Linked DNA regions of Triticum aestivum: region 2 is linked to region 1. Evidence: chromatin contacts called from public Hi-C data. All regions are on one chromosome and are shown on one strand. The core of a region is the stretch at or near the end of the contact, and the rest is flanking DNA. Distances in the headings are between cores, read along the strand shown.

Region 1 (5,681 bases), core at 1,104-3,603:
TCACAAGGCTCAAAACATAACCATAATAACAAATCCTCCGCCTAAGAGACAGCATGTAAGATAATAGAAGGGAAACAGGATAGTTGATAGAGTTCCCGTTGGTGCCGCTGCTCCGACTCAGGCTCAGGCCAGCCGCTAGTCATGCTGGACACACTAGTACCGGTAAGCCGCAGGCTTGTAAGGACCCTCAATTGGGATGCTAATGTAGTCAGACTGGGACTTGGTGAGCTTGGTCAGCCTGGCGCCGAGCTTGCCCAAGTGGAGGGCCGCGACCTTCTCGTCCAGGTGCTTGGGGAGAACGTACACCTTCTTCTCATACTTGCCACTGGCCTTCTCGTTCCACAACTCAAGCTGAGCAATAACCTGGAACAAGAACAAAATCGGATGTTAGATCATAGTTGTATTAGTTGTTAACTGATGGTTGACAGGAGACTGCACATTGGCCATACCTGGTTGGTGAATGAGCAGGACATGACAAAGCTGGGGTGGCCAGTGGCACATCCAAGGTTCATCAGACGACCCTCAGCAAGAACAATGATGCCAGTCTTGGTCTCGGGGAAGACCCAACGGTCAGTCTGGGGCTTGATGGTGATGCGCTTGACACCAGGGTAGGTCTCAAGGCCGTTCATGTCGATCTCATTGTCAAAGTGACCAATGTTGCAGACAATGGCGTTGTTCTTCATCTTCCTCATGTGGTCGACCATGATGATGTCCTTGTTTCCGGTGGTGGTCACAAAGATGTCAGCCTCAGAGACAACATCCTCCAAGGTGAGGATCTGGATACCCTCCATCAGGGCCTGAAGGGCACAGATGGGGTCAATCTCTGTCACGATCACACGGGCACCAGCCTGCTTGAGTGCGGCGGCACAGCCCTTGCCAACATCACCGTAACCGCAGACCACGGCGACCTTGCCGGCGATCATAACATCAGTGGCCCTCATAAGACCATCAGGGAGCGAGTGACGGCAACCGTAAAGGTTGTCAAACTGTTCAGGAGAAACATATATTAGTGTTTTATTACAACATAGATTAGTAATTGTTAGCAAGGTGAAAATGTCATTGAATTCTACCTTTAGATTAAAACAGAACAAGAGTACATTTAAAAAAAACTACACAGGGCAAATCACATAATTCAGTGCATGGCATAGTAGTGTTCCACGCTCAAATGAGTGCAGTGAAATAATAAAAATTGGTAGGCAGGTTACTCTATAATTAGACCCTCCCTGGCCGTCAGATCCAGAAAACAATGTGACTAATGTTATCATTAGTTAGTTAGTTAGTCAACAACCAGCGTAACAAACACTAAACCCAAAGACAAAGATACAGATCCAGGTCTAGTACTGAAGCAGCATCTAAACTAGGCAACAGCGAGATCTAAATATTAAAATATCAGATCTACAACATAAACATGTAAACCACAACAATACTACTACGCTCAAACAAGTAGAAACGCGCTGACACGGAGCATCAGATCTGAAATGGAAAATGGGAACCAGGGGAAGGAAGTATACCTTGCTCTTGGTGACGGAGTCGTTGACGTTGATGGCGGGGAAGAGGAGGGTGCCGGACTCCTGCATCTGGTAGAGCCTCTTGACGCCGGTGGTGGTCTCCTCGGAGACACCGACGAGCCTCTCCTTCATCTTGCGGTACTTGCTGGCGTCGGTCTTGAGCCCGTCGCGGATGATGGTGAGGACGATCTTGAACTCGGGGTTGTCGGTGGACTCCGGGTCGGGAACCTTGCCGGATTTCTCGAACTCCTCCTCGGCCTTGACGCCCTCGTGGATGAGCAGCGTGGCGTCACCGCCGTCGTCGACGATGAGGTCGGGGCCGCCGCCGACGCCCCAGTCGAGGCAGCGCTCGGTGCACCACCAGTACTCCTCGAGGGTCTCGCCCTTCCAGGCGAAGACGGCCGCGGAGTCGCGGGCGATGGCGGCGGCGGCGTGGTCCTGGGTGGAGAAGATGTTGCAGGAGCACCAGCGGACCTCGGCGCCGAGGGCGGTGAGGGTCTCGATGAGGACGGCGGTCTGGATGGTCATGTGGAGGGAGCCGGAGATCCGGGCGCCCTTGAAGGGCTGCGAGGGGCCGAACTCGGTGCGGCAGGCCATGAGGCCGGGCATCTCGACCTCGGCGAGCTCGAGCTCGAGGCGGCCGAAGTCGGCCTGGGAGAGGTCCTTGACCTTGTACTCCCGGCCCGACGAGGTCTTCTCCACGGAGAGCGCCATGGAGAAGGTTGGTGGATTGGATCTGGCAGAGGAGGAAGAAGAAGAGTGATGGGAGGAGGCGGCGATGGTAGAGGGTGGGGGTGAGGAGGGTTTTATGGGGAACGGGTCCGGTGGAAATGGACCAGCTGCATTCTACAATTCCGCAAAGTTTCCAGTCCAGACCGTTCGATTGCCTATCGACGCTCGGAGGCGCACCTCACCAAACCACCACGAGATTTGCGAGGAAAACCCTACCGGCTGAGATATATTTTGCAAAATTCACCCTGTGGGTTTTATCTCTGAGGGCTCAAATTAGGCAACCGGCATTACAAGAACGCACCCCAGAAAAAAGAAAAATCAATCTAGTTCTTAAAACTCCTGCGTCATCTTCATCCCGCACATGTGGATGGCGTCAACGAAGTTCCGCCATCGGTAAACAAACAAAGTAATACCGACACGCGTAGTCGAGAAGTCGTGAAATTCTGTCAAGAAGCAACAACAACGTGGATCCACGAGCCGCGGGAGAACTCGATGGTGCGTCAAAAGACACACCCATGTAACCCGTGTTGTCTTCGCCACCGCAAAAGAGAGCATAGGAGGACGATAAACATTGACTTGAGACATGAAGCCCAAATCAAAACTTCTGACGCATTGTCGGCCCATCGCGTATTAGACTAATAAAAGTCTAATGCAGACGACCCTGACCCAAGATCCAGCCCGAGCACACATGGGTTTCTGGATACATAGCCGATGACGAAGGAAATTGCAGCATTGGTGAAGGATTTGGAGCACACTTATTCATCGTCATTGTCACACCGTCGCTGAAGTCACACCACCAGCCATTTGAGGCCATAACAACTAAGACCTAGACTATGTAGACACGGTCCCGAGCGCTAGGCCTCGGTGACACACCATTTTCCACAAATCAATGTTGAACAAACTTTTACCTCTATACCCCATCTCATTACGATGATGAACCAAATCGAAAGCAATAAACATGAACAAAAAAGTGTTCAAATTATCCAATCTTGGATCGGGTTGAACACTTTGCGTGATGAAAAAACACCAACTAAAAGCAATGCTTATGTGTTTTAGTAACTAGGTTCCACATAACTCTCCACTCCATGACTTCACACGACATTTTAGCTCAACCCATGAAGTAAGACATCAAGTTGTTGTGCCAATTCAACAACATGATAGCAAAAAATATGGGAGGGAAACCCAACAATTGTAACAAAGGGGCCTCATGCAATTGATGCAAAAAGGTTCAAGAAAGATCTTGACCAGATCTGGGTGTAAAGATGGACATGCAGGGTAGCCTTGACGACACATGTGGTTGCGAAGCTATATTTGGTGGCAGTGGGATGCATGAAGGCGATTCATGCTATGCTTGACTGTGGAGAAACCAAACCTAAGAGGGTTGACAAAGAAGAAGTTCATGGCATCGTCATTGTTTCCACTTTGACCAACTAGTAGTGGGTTTGCGAAATAGCTAGAAGTTGTCTATTTTAAGATTTACATAATGTAGTGTTTTTTCACATGGTTCATTATAGATATTTATATGGAGAGGAAAATGCATGCATGATTAAACATGCTACCGCTTTTTGTGACGGCGCATACAAGGAAACACTACTACTAGCGATACTAAACCAATTGCCCCTCACACTTTGCCAATGGCCGTTGCTCCGGCACGATGAGACGGGGAGGGGGGTGTTCTCATCTCTTGTCCACTGCATAGTAAGTTCTTTTTGTTAGGATTTGTCCTTAAAGCGATGGTTACTCTGATGGTAATAGTGTTATTGTTTGTAACAAAAGTCCTCCGGCTCTTATCTTACCTGAGCTACACTTTTCTAGAACCTTGCCAACGAGCTTTGTAATTTTTGTCTATGTCATTCTTCATAGGCGATGGGTTAGCTGTTTCTATTGTATATGGATGGGGCTCTGTGTGCATTGTCCACGGCAACACCGCCTTATTCAACAACCCATTCTTTTCGAGCCTATGCGAGCAAGGCATGCGGCTTAGTTTAGTGATGCCGACGCATCTGCCCGTCAAGATCAGGGTGGTGCCCGACTCGATATGCTTGGCGCCATAGACAATCCCGATTGTATGATGTGGTTTGCAGTTGCACCAATTAAAGTAGGTTCGATCCTCCACCATTCTTCATAGGTGTTTCACTGATTGAAATTTTCGATGTTGTCCACCTGAACGATGAGTTTGGTTGGGGTTTCGACACGGATATTTCAGCTTGCGGCTTTAGTTGCGACCTTCATTTTCTTTAGTGCCAAATTTATGTTTATGAGGTCAATTATATATGGTTGTAGCCAATATTCTCTTCATCTACTCCCTCCGTTCGGAATTACTTGTCACAAAAATGGGTAAAAAGGATGTATCTACAACTAAAATACATCTAGATACATTCATTTCTTGGACGAGTAATTCCGAACGGAGGGAGTAATATATTATACGGTTGTATTTCAAAAAAGATACTGATTGCGCATGCCTACGTACTGTACGACTGCAAAGAAATTTCCCCCTGCCTACCACCACCTACCACAAATAACAACTTAAATTGATAATGATTGTGCATCATGGAAGGAGATGGGTGCCCTCCCACAATCTGGATCGGTAGGTGCACCCGCACATGTGGTTGGTGAGGAGAGATCTGAACTTTTATTTTTCTTTCCGAGGGGGAGAGGAGAGATCTGAGCTTTTTGGTTGGCCACAACACATTGACTGCAACAACCGCGAAGGGGACATTTACACACCGCTCGTCCACAGAAAATCCTGCTGTGGGCTGAGCACCCACCCCACCCCACCCCACCGCACCAGTCCACTCCTCCTCCACCAACCCCCTAGCGGCTGAAGCGCCACGTACTCCCTCCTCTTTCGGTACGCCAGTACTGGCTGGTGTAGCCATCATGCCAGCTAACGTAAATTAGGGGGTGAGGGGAGCAACTCGGGTCGATCGTTGCCGGTGTCGACATGCTTTCTACGCATGATCTCATCGGTCTGCGCCTACCCCATCAGTGACAAATTGACGATGTTCGGCGTAATTTTGTGCTCGTGGACCGGAAATATTTGGCCAGAGCCCAGAGCAAAATATCTCATCGGCCGGCGACATTTCTTCAGATGCAAGTGTTTCTTTTTCTGAAATTTCGGTTGCGGATTCACAAGCAACGGTTTGTTCGAAACATTCGGCAGCAGGGTACAAATCCCTACGTAACAGAGCCCGAGGTTGAAGACAACTCCTTGTAGTAAAACTAAAACAGAGGCGCCATCTTGGGTCCCTACACAAAGTTAAATATCCGAATGCAGCGTTTGCTTCGCTGCCTTTCCCCGTGCAAACGGAAACAGTTCAATACTTTGATCCAGGCCGTGTAAAGCTACTGATCACGACGGTATCTTTATAATTAACTAATCCAAGTGGAGGCCGTGATGGATCGATCGTGTGGTTGGTGCCTCTATGTCTGCTGGTTTGT
Region 2 (6,166 bases), core at 447-2,946, 180 kb after region 1:
AGCACTTGGATGCCTTCAAAACGCAGCTAAAGACAACAGACGGATCCAATAAAAACAGAACTGCCATAATTTCTGCAAATGAGCTCCGAATTGAGCAAACTCAAGCTTGTTGGATACAAGAGAACGAGTAGCATCAAAACATGGTCTAACAAAAAGAGGAGAGAAATCTCCAACAGAGAAGAACTGACAGAACCTCGAACATCGAAAACATCATAGAAGAAGCATGTGAACTTCGTTTTCGATGAACTCGAGCTTGTCATCAAGATGACCATAAGCTCCAAATCTCACAAGGAGAACCAAACAATAACCAAGAAAGATGATGCAAGGATGCAATGTTTGAGCTCTCAACGAACAATACGGTCAAGCTACTCATCGAGAGCCCCCCTTGATAGTACGGCCATCGATCCTATAACCCGGTCTCCCAACTACCACCATGAGACAGGTAAAATAGAAAACTTATCAAGGGCAAACTTTTGCCTTGCACATGGCCCACTTGAGCTAGATGATGACGATCTTGACTCCCTCAAGTTGGACCACCTTTCTTGACTGCGTTGAGTCGATGAAGACTAGATGATTGCTCCCCCATACTCCATTATGGGTGAGCCACTCTTCGACACATCTTCACAAGTCCATTGACACCAAAATGGACGGCAAGCTTCAAGCATTTGATCTCTTCGTGATGCTCCACTCAAACTTGCACACCGCAACCTAACCCCACAAAGAACTCTCACGAAGACCACGGGTTAGTACACAAAAGCATAATTGACAATGCTTACCATACCATGGGATCACTTGATCCCTATGGTACATCTTCTACGCTTTGTGTGTTAATCAACTTGATTCACTCTTTGACTTAGTCTTGATCAACCTCTCACAAGACCAATCTTTAGGTAATTCCTTGAATAGCACCTTGGTCGACACAAACTCTCCTTGAAACCAACACATGTATTCCAAGAAAATCCTATGGACAAAACCTTCAAATAAAACTCAAGGCAATCGTTAGTCCATAGAGATTGTCATCAATTACCAAAACCAAACATGGGGGCACCGCATGTTCTTTCACAATGCACCTCCAAACAAGCTTCATCACCCGACAAAAACACCACATTCAAGAAAGTATGAGTGATCCCCCTCCCCCCCTCTCCGGCCCCACGATAGTAAAGGAAGAGGAGAGAAACAAGTCTTCTCAGCCATCCGATGCAAGGCTTATTTCACGAGCCCCTAGCGGATCACCCTTCGAGATGCGCCATCCACCATGGAAGACGGGCGGAAGAGGAGCCCTTGCAGCTCTATGACGCCGCTTGTGAGCAGCGGGGTGAAGCTCCAGCTTGGCATTAAGCGCACGCACAGCCCTACCCAGACGCAATTAGAATAGATCATTTCCCACGATTTTTTACCGTAAATAAAAGAAATTTTTACAGTAAATTACTGGTGCGTGGCTTACTGACTACTGTAATACCCACACACAATATTTATTTTAGATGTTTTTAAACTTTTCAACTCAGTTTTGAACTTTTCTGACCCACAAAAAAAAAGTTTTGAACTTCTCTAAAATCCTTTTTTTAGACAACTCTAAAATCCTTTCTAAAATCAAGGGAGCAGAGCACAAAATCCACAGTCGCGTTTAACACGGCTGCCATGTGACGGCGCGGTGCGGTGGCCCAACCGCCCACCGCGACCGAGGCCCAAGCAGCTCACTCGCACCCACACCAACCCCCTACCGCGCATCCGGTCGAACACCTCGGCCGCACCCACCACCACCACCCACCTCCGACGTGCACACGCGCCGCACTCCCCTCTATATATCCGCACGCCTCCAATCGCCACCACTCGCCGCCCACCTCCCCCTCTCCACTCCCCCCTCCGCCGACGCCCCACCACTCCCCCCTTCCCCCTCCGCCGCCGCCGCCGACGCAATGGACTCCGTCGCGTCGTGGGGGCTGACCCCGCTGGCGGACGCCGACCCGGACGTCTTCGACCTCATCGAGCGGGAGAAGCGGCGCCAGCGGAGCGGGATCGAGCTCATCGCCTCCGAGAACTTCACCTCCTTCGCCGTCATCGAGGCGCTCGGCTCGGCCCTCACCAACAAGTACTCCGAGGGCATGCCGGGGGCCCGCTACTACGGCGGCAACGACGTCATCGACGAGATCGAGAACCTCTGCCGCGACCGCGCCCTCGCCGCCTTCCGCCTCGACGCCGCCTCCTGGGGCGTCAACGTGCAGCCCTACTCCGGCTCGCCCGCAAACTTCGCCGCATACACCGCGCTCCTCAACCCGCACGACCGGATCATGGGGCTCGACCTCCCCTCAGGCGGACACCTCACCCACGGCTACTACACCGCCGGGGGGAAAAAGATCTCCGCCACCTCCATCTACTTCGAGAGTCTGCCCTACAAGGTCAGCGCCGCCAACGGCTACATCGACTACGACAAGCTCGAGGAGAAGGCAATGGACTTCCGCCCCAAGCTCATCATCTGCGGAGGCAGCGCCTACCCCAGGGACTGGGACTACGCCAGGCTCAGGGCCGTCGCCGACAAGGTCGGGGCCATGCTCCTCTGCGACATGGCGCACATCAGCGGACTGGTCGCCGCGCAGGTATAATCACCACAAACTCACCTCGACTTGTTACATTCAGAAATTGGATCTTCGCTTTAGGATTCCTCTTCTATGGATGCGATCTGGTTGTTGGGATCTTAGTAGTAGGTACCTGGTTGTTGAGCTTTGTAGTTGTATATGATTGTCTTTTAGCTGTGTGCATCTATTAGATCTGTGCATGTTTCATAAGTGGTTGGTGCTTGGTTGTTCTGAACTGGAAAACACTCTGTTTACCTGGAATGTTGCTATTAGATCTGTGCATATTTTATAAGTGAGTAGCACTTTGGTATTCGTTGCATACATGTGTATTAAAACGTTGCGTAGTAATTTCAGACAAATACAAGATTGAAGAATTAACAAAATTTCAGACAAATACAAGATTGAAGAATTAACAACAGTTTTTTTTTCCCTGATAGCACATGCAACAATCTGGAGTTCATACTTCAGTGAAATTGTTTGTTGTAAATAGTAGTAGTAGTAATAATAATTGTTAATCTTTGTTTCAGCGTAAATACTTGAGAACATTGTTTGGAAATAATCAATTGTGTTTTTGCACTGATTAACCTATGGAATGACTGCTCTTATACTACCCTTTCATCAAGCATATGACAAGCAGTCTTGAGTCCTGACTTGGCATATGGCACAGTATAAATATAATGTGCTAGTTGCCTCAATTGCATACACATTTTTCATACATTGAGCGCTCAGCTGTCTGTTAGGGTGACTGATGTGCATATTCCTTCTGTACTGTATTTAGTCAGAGGAACCACTTGTTTGACTGTATTTTTCTCATGTTCTTCTGAACTCTGCTTTCCTGTAAGTGAAGAAAATACTTAGTATAGTCATGAAAAATGCATATAGTGTACCATGGAATTGAAAAGGATGTCCTATTAATTTTTATAAAATCCTGGTCATCTTCCTTTAGGTGTTTCAGTTATACCGCAATAGGTTGAAGATTAATGAGTGTATGAATGTTGATGTAATCCTACAGTTTCTAAGATGCTTTACTGTTTCCTTTCTTTTATGTAGGAAGCTGCAAATCCTTTTGAGTTCTGTGATGTGGTTACCACTACAACACACAAGTCTCTCCGGGGACCGAGGGCTGGTATGATCTTCTACAGGAAAGGCCCTAAGCCTGCGAAGAAGGGCCAGCCTGAGGGTGCTGTGTATGACTATGAGGACAAGATCAACTTTGCGGTGTTCCCATCGCTCCAGGGCGGTCCGCACAACCACCAGATTGCTGCCCTTGCAGTTGCCCTGAAGCAAACTTTGACTCCTGGATTCAAGGCCTACGCAAAGCAGGTCAAGGCCAACGCTGTTGCCGTTGGAAAATATCTCATGAGCAAGGGTTACAAGATGGTGACTGATGGAACTGACAACCATCTTGTTCTATGGGATCTCCGCCCTCTTGGCTTGACTGGTAAGCCAGTTTATTTGTGTGAGTTGATTTTCTAGCAGTCCTATTATCACTTGTTCTAATAATAGCTTATTTCTGCAGGAAACAAGGTTGAAAAGATGTGTGACCTTTGTAGCATTACATTGAACAAGAATGCCGTCTTCGGTGACAGCAGTGCATTGTCCCCGGGTGGTGTCCGCATTGGTAAGGATCACTCCGTTTGCTTTAATGATTTAATTACATCTGCTGGTACTGCAAGCCTGAAAAAAATTATTATTACCTCCATCCGAAATAGATGAGTTTCTAGAATGTGTGCATTCAAACTTCTCATTCATTAGATTGGAAATATGGAAATATTTCCATATTCGCAATTTGTAGTTAATGAATGGAGGCTGTACTGTTTACTTCATTTTCATGTTGCATACATTTCAATGTGAGCAATCAGGGTCGTTGTGACTTGTTATTCACCACTGTTGACATGATAATTTTTCTCTGAAATAAAACAAGTACATGGTGCGAACTAAATTACTATGACACTTTATGAGTGAGAATCGTCAATAATCTGAGAGATTTGTCTGTGATTGTTTTCAGGTGCTCCGGCGATGACTTCCAGGGGTCTGGTCGAGAAGGACTTTGAGCAGATCGCTGAGTTCCTCCACCAGGCTGTGACCATCTGCCTGAACATCCTGAAGGAGCACGGCAAGCTGCTCAAGGACTTCTCCAAGGGCCTGGTGAACAACAAGGACATCGAGAACCTCAAGGTCGAGGTCGAGAAGTTTGCCCTCTCCTTTGACATGCCTGGCTTCTCGCTCGAGAGCATGAAGTACAAGGAGTAGGATGATGATACATATGGTGTGGTTGTCTCCGCTAATCATCCATAGGCCTCGCTCTTCTAAGCCTTATTGGCCGCCGCGCGACGCCGCCTTGTGCTTGTACGAGATTTGTCTGCTCGCCCTGGAGCCCTGGATAGTTTCATGAACGCCCCCCGCTTCATGTGTTTTGTTTGCCATCCACATTCCATCATATTTCTTTGTAGGAACTGTTCGCTTGGAGTCATTGAATGTTGAGTATTTGCAATAATCTTCCATATTATTTCTTTGTACGCTCTGCATATGGGAAAAATATACTGTATGTGTTACTTTCTTTTTTTTGAGAGAAAACTGTGGTGCTACGTAGTCTGATCAATCAACTCAACGTTTCCAAAAGAATCACTTCGAGATTGTAGTGTAATCTGGGCATACTCTAGGAATTCAGTTTTAAAATATGGAGCATGTATATAGAGAAAGAAAAGAAGACAGTCAGCAGTTATTCTCTCTCATCCAGAAACAAGAATCCAAGCCAGATCAAAAGCAAAAAGAAAAAAAAAAGAAACAAGAATCCACTACAAGCGCTCTCAGCGATTTGGGATTTGGGCTTTCTGGCCCGTTGGATCGTTTTGCTTGATGCGATTTGGGTTGTCAGATCGAGCCCTGGGACAACCTCGCCTGTCGGATCGAGGCGGGGCTCCTGTAGCAATGATAGTTTCACCCTGGTCGTGCCACCGCGCGTAAATAATATCCAATATCTCTCCCCCGCACTCGCACGTCCCACCTCCTCCCCCTCTCTCGATCTCCTTTGCGAACCCTAGCCCCACGCTCGCACGCTCCCTGTCGCGCCGCCGCCTCCGCCTCTGCTCGCCGTCGGGCCGTTTCCTTCTTCCCCGAGGGCGGCGAGCCGGAGCTGCCCCTGCGCGTTGTCGACCACCTCCTCGCTGGCTGGACGCCGTCGACTACGAAGCCGGTCTTCTCTAAGTGCGTGCCGCCGTATGGGTCGCCGAGACGCCGAGGCCGAGGTGGAGCTCCAGACCATCGAGGCCATGTACGCCGCTGAGTCCACCAGGCACCGCCACCTCCCCGACTGGTCCAAGACACCAGCCCCCGCCCCCGTTCGCCCACGGCCCAACCCAGTCCCCGCGGCTGCGTGTGCCTCCTCGCCGTCGTGGGTCCTCTCGCCCCCCACTTGCCAAGGTGCGGCTCCCCCTCTTTTGCCTCTCATGTTCTACTCCAAAATGCTTCTTTTGTCTATCTTGAAGCTTCAGTTATGCTGCCAAATTTAGTCTATCTTGAAGCTTGGGAACATTCAAATTTAGTCTAACTTTTGAGTAGCAAGTTCCCTGATTTTTTTTTTGAAGCTTCAG

Evidence for each region. Hi-C and Micro-C count contacts between places; a contact is called where the count stands out from the background.
Region 2: a Hi-C map of leaf shows a contact between it and region 1, with 6 times the contacts expected there. The contact joins the promoter of LOC123046970 here to the promoter of SAHH in region 1. A contact is called at or near these places in 3 of 5 Hi-C or Micro-C datasets (leaf and root).

Annotation. Positions count from the first base shown.
Region 1 is chr2B:725,027,334-725,033,014 of IWGSC CS RefSeq v2.1, forward strand. SAHH (adenosylhomocysteinase-like) reads right to left here and starts at 2,354. Exons shown (of 3, transcript NM_001405831.1): 1 at 1,512-2,354; 2 at 450-986; 3 at 1-363. The coding sequence starts at 2,222. The coding sequence ends at 154.
Region 2 is chr2B:725,211,138-725,217,303 of IWGSC CS RefSeq v2.1, forward strand. It overlaps LOC123046970 (serine hydroxymethyltransferase 4), which reads left to right and starts at 1,697. Exons shown (of 4, transcript XM_044470433.1): 1 at 1,697-2,594; 2 at 3,624-4,014; 3 at 4,093-4,194; 4 at 4,582-5,133. The coding sequence starts at 1,917. The coding sequence ends at 4,826. LOC123046971 (a long non-coding RNA gene) reads left to right here and starts at 5,556. Exons shown (of 2, transcript XR_006422686.1): 1 at 5,556-5,996.